Linked DNA regions of Mus musculus: region 1 is linked to region 2. A link is a contact called in public Hi-C data. All regions are on one chromosome and are shown on one strand. Each heading gives the region's core, a stretch centred on a gene start, on an enhancer-like site or on the middle of the called end of the contact. The rest is flanking DNA. Distances are from core to core; before and after follow the strand shown.

The links. A called contact is a pair of places that touch in the nucleus more often than the background predicts.
Region 1: a Hi-C map of neutrophils shows a contact between it and region 2, with 4 times the contacts expected there. The contact joins the enhancer-like site here to the promoter of Ccsap in region 2. A contact is called at or near these places in 2 of 39 promoter capture datasets (embryonic stem cells and fetal liver), 8 of 484 Hi-C or Micro-C datasets (CD4 T cells, CD8 T cells, double positive thymocytes and 4 more), 2 of 115 datasets of contacts at active chromatin or transcription factors (both in embryonic stem cells) and 2 of 9 other capture datasets (adipose tissue and liver).

Annotation. Positions count from the first base shown.
Region 1 is chr8:123,959,376-123,962,650 of GRCm38.p6, forward strand. Abcb10 (ATP-binding cassette, sub-family B (MDR/TAP), member 10) reads right to left here. Exons shown (of 13, transcript NM_019552.2): 8 at 2,621-2,830; 9 at 835-914. Among named protein-coding and RNA genes, the nearest start is that of Nup133, 12 kb to the left of the region's middle. Within about 2 kb of position 1,441, at least 7 of the 459 cell types and tissues checked have an H3K27ac peak or open chromatin away from gene starts, as enhancers often do. A contact at or near this core is called in liver and neutrophils, where this site is marked.
Region 2 is chr8:123,857,936-123,861,252 of GRCm38.p6, forward strand. Ccsap (centriole, cilia and spindle associated protein) reads right to left here and starts at 1,533. Exons shown (of 3, transcript NM_001379289.1): 1 at 1,160-1,533. The coding sequence starts at 1,475. Gm9901 (a long non-coding RNA gene) reads left to right here and starts at 1,520. Exons shown (of 2, transcript XR_388182.4): 1 at 1,520-1,699; 2 at 1,935-2,563.

The DNA of each region.
Region 1 (3,275 bases), core at 191-2,690, 100 kb after region 2:
CTACCTTCCAATACAGACAAAGGGCCCAAGTCCACCCATTGCTTTCTGACAAAGAACCAGACACCACCATAACATCCTGACTGCCAGCCCCACATAGCACAGCAGTCTCTAGTCCTCTGCCCTCATGACACACATTGCTGAGGTCTAATCAGTACCAGGGTTGTGCCATCTATCCATCCTAGTGCAGAAGTCCCAATCAAGAGTGGGAATGGGAGGCATGGGCGTGACCACAGGGTGCACAGTGGTAAAAGAGTTGGCTGGGATACAGTTGTTGCTCCACGCAGTCTTGTGCAAGGAGCTCCGTGAAAAGGAACCGCACTTGCTTCCTATGGACACACAGGGGAACTGTGAAGGACAGCAAGAGTTTCTCCCGGTCCTTCCTCCAGCCCCCCAGTGCTGCACAGGAACGCCAGTCTCAGCTCTTAATAGAAAGTCAGCATTTCAACTGATTGTGTTGAGTCCCTGGGCCATAGGAAACTGTCTGTGTGTGGAGTGGGTGTGTATGGAGTGCTGTGTGTGGAGTAGGTTTGTGTGGAGAGGTGTGTGTGGAGTGGTATGTGTGGAGTGGTGTGTGTGTGAAGTGTGTGTGTGGAGTGGTGTGTGTGGAGTGTGTGTGTGTGGAATGGTGTGTGTGTGAAGTGTGTGTGTGGAGTGGTGTGTGTGGAGTGTATCTGTGGAGTGGGTGTGTGTGGAATGTGTGTGGAGTGGTGCGATCCATCTGGAAGCCTCTGTCCCACTCTGGAGAACACGAGATGGAGGCAAAGCCAAGGGACCACAGCTCCAACAAGGTGAGCGAGCGAGCGAGAGGGAAGTAAGGGAAACCCGTCTTCCTACCTGACTCACTGTCCCAATCTTGGATCTCAGCCAGACGGGGTTTAGCTGACGAATGTCATGGCCATCAAGGCTGACTGTTCCTGATGGGAGGGAGAAGGCAGAGGTCACCACAGGTCAAGGGTGATAACCAAAGTGAACCCTAAAAGGAGGGGGAATCCCAGACTCACTGCTCCCTCTTCCCTCCCTTACTGAGGCAGGAGCTCATGTAGTCAGTCAACTGCAGACTCCCTGTGCAGCCGAGGATGACCCCCAACTCACCCTCCTTTCTCAGTCTACCTACCTGGGAGGACTGTGCCGTTATTTGACCCCTCTCCCACTAAGACTGTACTGGGGAGCAAATCCAGAATTTTTTTTTTTTTTTTGAGACAGGGTTTCTCTGTGCAGCCCTGGCTGTCCTGGAACTCACTCTGTAGACCAGGCTGGCCTCAAACTCAGAAATCTGCCTGCCTTTGCCTGCCAAGTGCTGGGATTAAAGGCGTGCGCCATCACTGCCTGGCCCAAATCCAGATTTTTTTTTTTTTTTTTGCATACTAAATAAACAGTAACCAGTTGATCCGCATCCCAACCCCCAGGCAACCTTTAAAGACTAAACACAGGGTCAGGACTCCAGTGTAGCTAGTGGTGAAACACTCGCTTAGCATATGCAAGGGCCTGGGTTCTGTCCCAACCACCGAAGAAAATCAACTTCCATAATGTCCATATGGAACTCAAAACCAACAAGGCTGGGACTTTCAGAGCAACAGGAGCCTTCTGGAATGTCTGAAGCTAGGACCTCCCCTAGTGGATGGGAGGCTAGCCAGCCCCCCCCTCCTGAGTTTGGAGGTGCTGGCAGCTAGGCTACCTGGCAGTGTTGGTGTTCCATGAATCTGAAGTCTTATGCAGCGCCTTGATTCCAAAGAGAAGTGTGTGGGACAGGGGAGGAAAACACAGTGTGCACTGGCTAGCAGTTCTGATGGCAGTCTCCTGACTGCAGTCTCCTGATCATGCTGGTATCAGAAGAGACCATGAAGGCCCAGTTCAGGGATGGAGGTCTACAATGTTCTGCAAGTTTAAACTGGAGTCTCTTCAGCAGCCCCGTCTAAGACTGCAGAACAGTGCACATACATACATACCTCACGAATGGATGAGACAGTCTCATACTTGCTAAGTACACAGCCAAGGAAGAGGCTGGAGGGATAGCTCAACCGTTAAGAGCACTGACTGTCCTTCCAGAGGCCTGAGTTCAATTCCCAGCAACCACATGGTGGCTCACAACCATCCATAATGAGGTCTGCCTAACCCTAACCCTAACCCTAACCCTAACCCTAACCCTAACCCTAACCCCCTAACCCTAACCCTAACCCTAACCCCCTAACCCCCTAACCCTAACCCTAACCTAACCCTAACCCTAACCCTCTTCTGGTCTACAGGCACACATGCAGGCAGAACATACAAAATAAATCTAAACTGTCTGGTCTGGACACAGAAGACCCTAAAAAAACAGTCAAGGAACAGCCCTGAGGCAGAAGCCATCAGAAGGCCTCTTGAAATCCAGAATTGCTATGTCAGCACATGTCAGCAGAGTTCCAGTGTGGGTATGGGACAGTCCACAGCACCCATGGCTGCTGGCACCAGAAGGTATTTGCTGGGTGCTGCTGGGCAGTCTTGCTGACCCATTTCCAAGGGTAGGAATATGGGAAAGTGTTGTCAGATGTGGTCTCTCCTAGGCATGGGGTGGGAACAGGCATCAGGAGAAGTCACTGACAGCTCAGAGATGCCTCTGCCCACACTGTCACTAGCCACCTACCAGAATTAGGGTCGTACAACCGCAGCAGGAGCGAAACCACTGTTGATTTCCCAGAACCACTTGGGCCAACCAGCGCTGTGACAGATCCAGATGGGATGGAAAGACTGAAATCCTGGAATACGGACACCTCTGGGCGAGCAGGGTATGTGAAGTGCACGTTTCTGAACTCCAGGGCACCCTGGAAGGTTTTCTCATCTAACACCATCCCCTCTGAAACACAAGAGGGAAGGCAGAAAGCCAAAGTGAGAAGAATGGAGCTCAGGGCAGAATGCCCCTGCCTCCCTGTGGGTGTCTCCCTTGCCTGACTGAAGTGAACAGAAACAGGCCTAGATGCTGGGCTTATCATGTAAGGTCTTGTGCGACCTTAATTGAGGTGTCACCTTTTCTTGGGAGCAGTGTGAAGCACAGTGTGAAGACTGGCCCTCGGGTCTGACCCACCTCAGTGACATCTCTCAGTGCCACCGTGCTCTAGTGGCTTCTGTGCCCATGGCTCCAGGGAAGGTGATGACAAGGAGGAGGAGATGGTTCTCCATCAGTACCAACATCCCAGCATCCCAAGGAGGAGATGGTCCTCCATCAGTACCAGCATCCCAAGGAGGAGATGGTCCTCCATCAGTACCAGCATCCCAGCATCACCCCCCCAGAGCCAAGAAAT
Region 2 (3,317 bases), core at 283-2,782:
TTTTCCCTAATGCCTACACACCAAAAATTTTAGCAGGAATTTTGCAAATCTTTGGGGAGGGCTCTGTATCTCCATGGAAACCCAAATAATCATGAACTCGGCACGAAGCCCACTAAAGTGCTGTCAGGTTTTCATATGGAACACACAGATAGATAGCAGGTAACCTCTTCAAACCACAGTGGGAAAGGAAAAGCAGGTTTGCTCGTCCCAATAAAAAAAAACCTCACAGTTAGCAAGGGCTCAGTTTTCATATTAATACCTGGGAGACATGCTCACCGCCCCCACCACCTTCTGCCACTTTCCCTAATTTCTAACCACATCACTGAAGCATCAGAATGGTCGTCATAAGCGACCAGATGACACAAGGCGGCCCAGCCATGCAAGAACTGAGAATAGGCAAACATAGTAACCAAGAGCAGGGAAATCCGACCCTTTCAGACTCCGACCATGGATCCCAAGCTCCCATGGCTTTGTTTACAAAACTGAGATTAAAAACAAAGGGCCCATCATATGACTTTGAAGGTCGAATGAGAAAATACATATTCCTAGACCAGTCACTGAGAAATAACTTTTTCACCACTGGACTCTCAGAAGAGTTCAGAGAGGTGGCTGGCAACCATAGTGATCTACAGTTGTACTGAAGTACTGCCCTGAGTCCAGGCAAACCCCAGGGCTCTCTGCTGACAGCCCCACTCCGCAACGGCGGGAAAGTGGCTCACAGCGTATACAAAGAGGGGTTCGTCCACAAACAAACGCATACCATTCTTCAGAGACAGCGAGACCAGGCCTTCAAGGCGTTCACACTGACAACCATGACCCCATTATGACAGCTCGGGCGTTCTTAACTTCAGTCGGTCATCTTTGGAATGAAAAGCTCCTCTCGCCAAACAGGATGCGCAGAAACAAACAGATCCGCCATCTGGTGGATCGAGGGCTCACTGAGCGGGCCACTGCCTGCGACCAAGGACCCCAACCAGGGTCATATGAGTTGGAGGTCATAAAGGGCTCCGCCAAGAGTCACCAAATTAGGGAAACCTGGGGTGGGAAGGTGGAAATGCGGCCCGCACCTTCCCCGCTTAGTTCAGCAAGCGGATTCTGTCAACCCCAATTAAACCAAAACAGGAAGCGCTGAGAACGGAGCAACGCGCTGTGCCCGTACCTGGTAACACTGTGTCCTGCTCCTCCGCGTCCCGCAGCTCCGCGCCGCGCTCCCCCACCGGCTGCTCCTCCTCCCGCGCGGAGGGCGCCGAGGGCTCCCCTAACGCGCCCCTGGGGGCCGGACTGGGTGAAGCCGAGCTGTCCGAGGGGCTGTCCGGGCCCCAGGCGTCCCAGAGCCAGGGCGCGTGCGCTTGCTCCAGCAGCCGGCGGCCCAGGCGGTAGCGCAGCAGCTCGCGGTAGCACGGCGCGTATTCGTCCCAGCGCGGCTCCCGATAGCGCTTCATATACTCGCTCTTCACCCCGCTGCCCGGGGACATGGTGCCGCGCGCCGCCGACTGCCTGCTCCGCGCTGCCGCCTACGGGTGCGACGGACTCAGAGGCGCGGCCCGCCGCGCGGTTCAAACCCGGAGCCCCGCCCGGACTGGAGGGCGGAGGCTGGGGCAAGGAGGGGCGGAGAGGGGGCGGGTCTGTGACGGGTGTTTCTGGGAGAGGGCGTTCCTAGCGGGGGCGGAGTTCCGGGCTGGGAAGGCCCCTAGTTCAGGTAATAGCGGGGGCGGGGTTTCAGGAGGGATTCCAGGCGACGCGACCTATCTAGATGGAATGATAGGTGGTCACCAGGGGTCTGCTCCACTCGGTAGAGGTGGAGACCACCGGACTCAAGGTGACGGGACAGGGGATCTTAGGTCCCCAGACACCCTCCTGGGCGAGGAGTCGGGGACTCTAGGAGCAGCGTCCTTACCTCCTGCCTGTTCTATCCTCCGCTCTCCGGAGGTCAGCTGAGATCGTGGCGCAGCAGCTATAGCGCGAACAGCGTTTCTCCTTGCGCGTCCTCCACCAAGATGTCGCCGATGGAGCGGTGGCTCCGCGGTCCTACAGCAGCCGGAGACGAAGGCGCCGCCCTAGCCTGAAGCCTGCACCTCCCCGCGCGCCCGCCGGGCCCCCGCCCGCTCCTGCGCCCGCGCCTGGGGCGCTGCTGTGAACCCCCAGCTCGTTCGCCCACTCGCTACTGGGGGCCTCGCGAGGAGGCTTCAGCTCTAGATGCAACCTGAGCAACCAACACCTAGCCGAGGACCAAATCCTGTGTCCCGATTCCTTCCTCTTTTCACAACGCCCGGGTTCTCAGGCCTTAGTGATTTTTTTATTGTTGTTGTTAATGATGTTGTTGATGTTGCTATTTTAATACATTTCCCTCCTCTGCCCCCTTTTTGAGACAAATCTCATGTTACCAAGGCTGGTCTAGAACTCATTCCAGAGCCCAAGCTGGTCTTGAACTCCTGATCCTTCTCCGCCAACCTCACAAGTGCTGGAATTAGCAGGTATGAGCCGCCTCACCTGCCCTTGCCTTTTATAACTTACTAGAGGCCAACTTTTGTAAAAATAAATAAATAAAATAAAATAAAGCCTAGGGCCTGCTCAAGGACCTGGTGCAAATGTTTGGCTTGGGCTCTAATGGACAGGGTCGCAGGGTTGTTACTGTTGCAATCCTGCTCTACAGATGGCTTTTGTAAAAGGAAGCATTGATGCAATCGCTGCAGAAAGATTTGAAAGGACAGGCATCCAGGAAGGATCACACTAAAAAAAAAAAGAAAGAAAGAAAAAGAAGGAAGGAAGGAGGAAGGAAGGAAGGAAGGAAGGAAGGAAGGAAGGAAGAAAAAAAAGTAGGTCCCAGCGGGATGTTTCCAGGAAGCAGATCACTTTGGGATTTCTGCAGTTCAGTTGAACTATTCCCATGTGTCTACACCTGCCTGGACCCGTTCTGAACATAGGACGCTAAGGCTGAAGGGTGTTCACAGCCTAGGTGGCTGCTCTGAGAACCTGAACTGATTAGTCTGATGGTACTGTTTCTGGAGGAGACAGAAATGACCACAGCCGCTGCTGAGATTCCCACAGAGGCCAGGCCCCTTCCCCTCCCCGTCAACAAACCTCGGGACCTCCTCACTGCGTTCCCTTCTATTGAAGCTGGCCAGGTTGATCTTTGGCTTTAGCAATCAAAAGTTTATAAACATTTAGAGACTAGACATGGAGGCACACCAGTAATCCTAGTACTTCTGCAGTCTCTGAGGCTGCATAAGGCCTTGTCTCAAGAGCCAGGTAACGAGATTCTGAATAGTGTGGAAGGAATCTTGATGTACTGTGACCTGAGAAATCAGGGCTAAGGT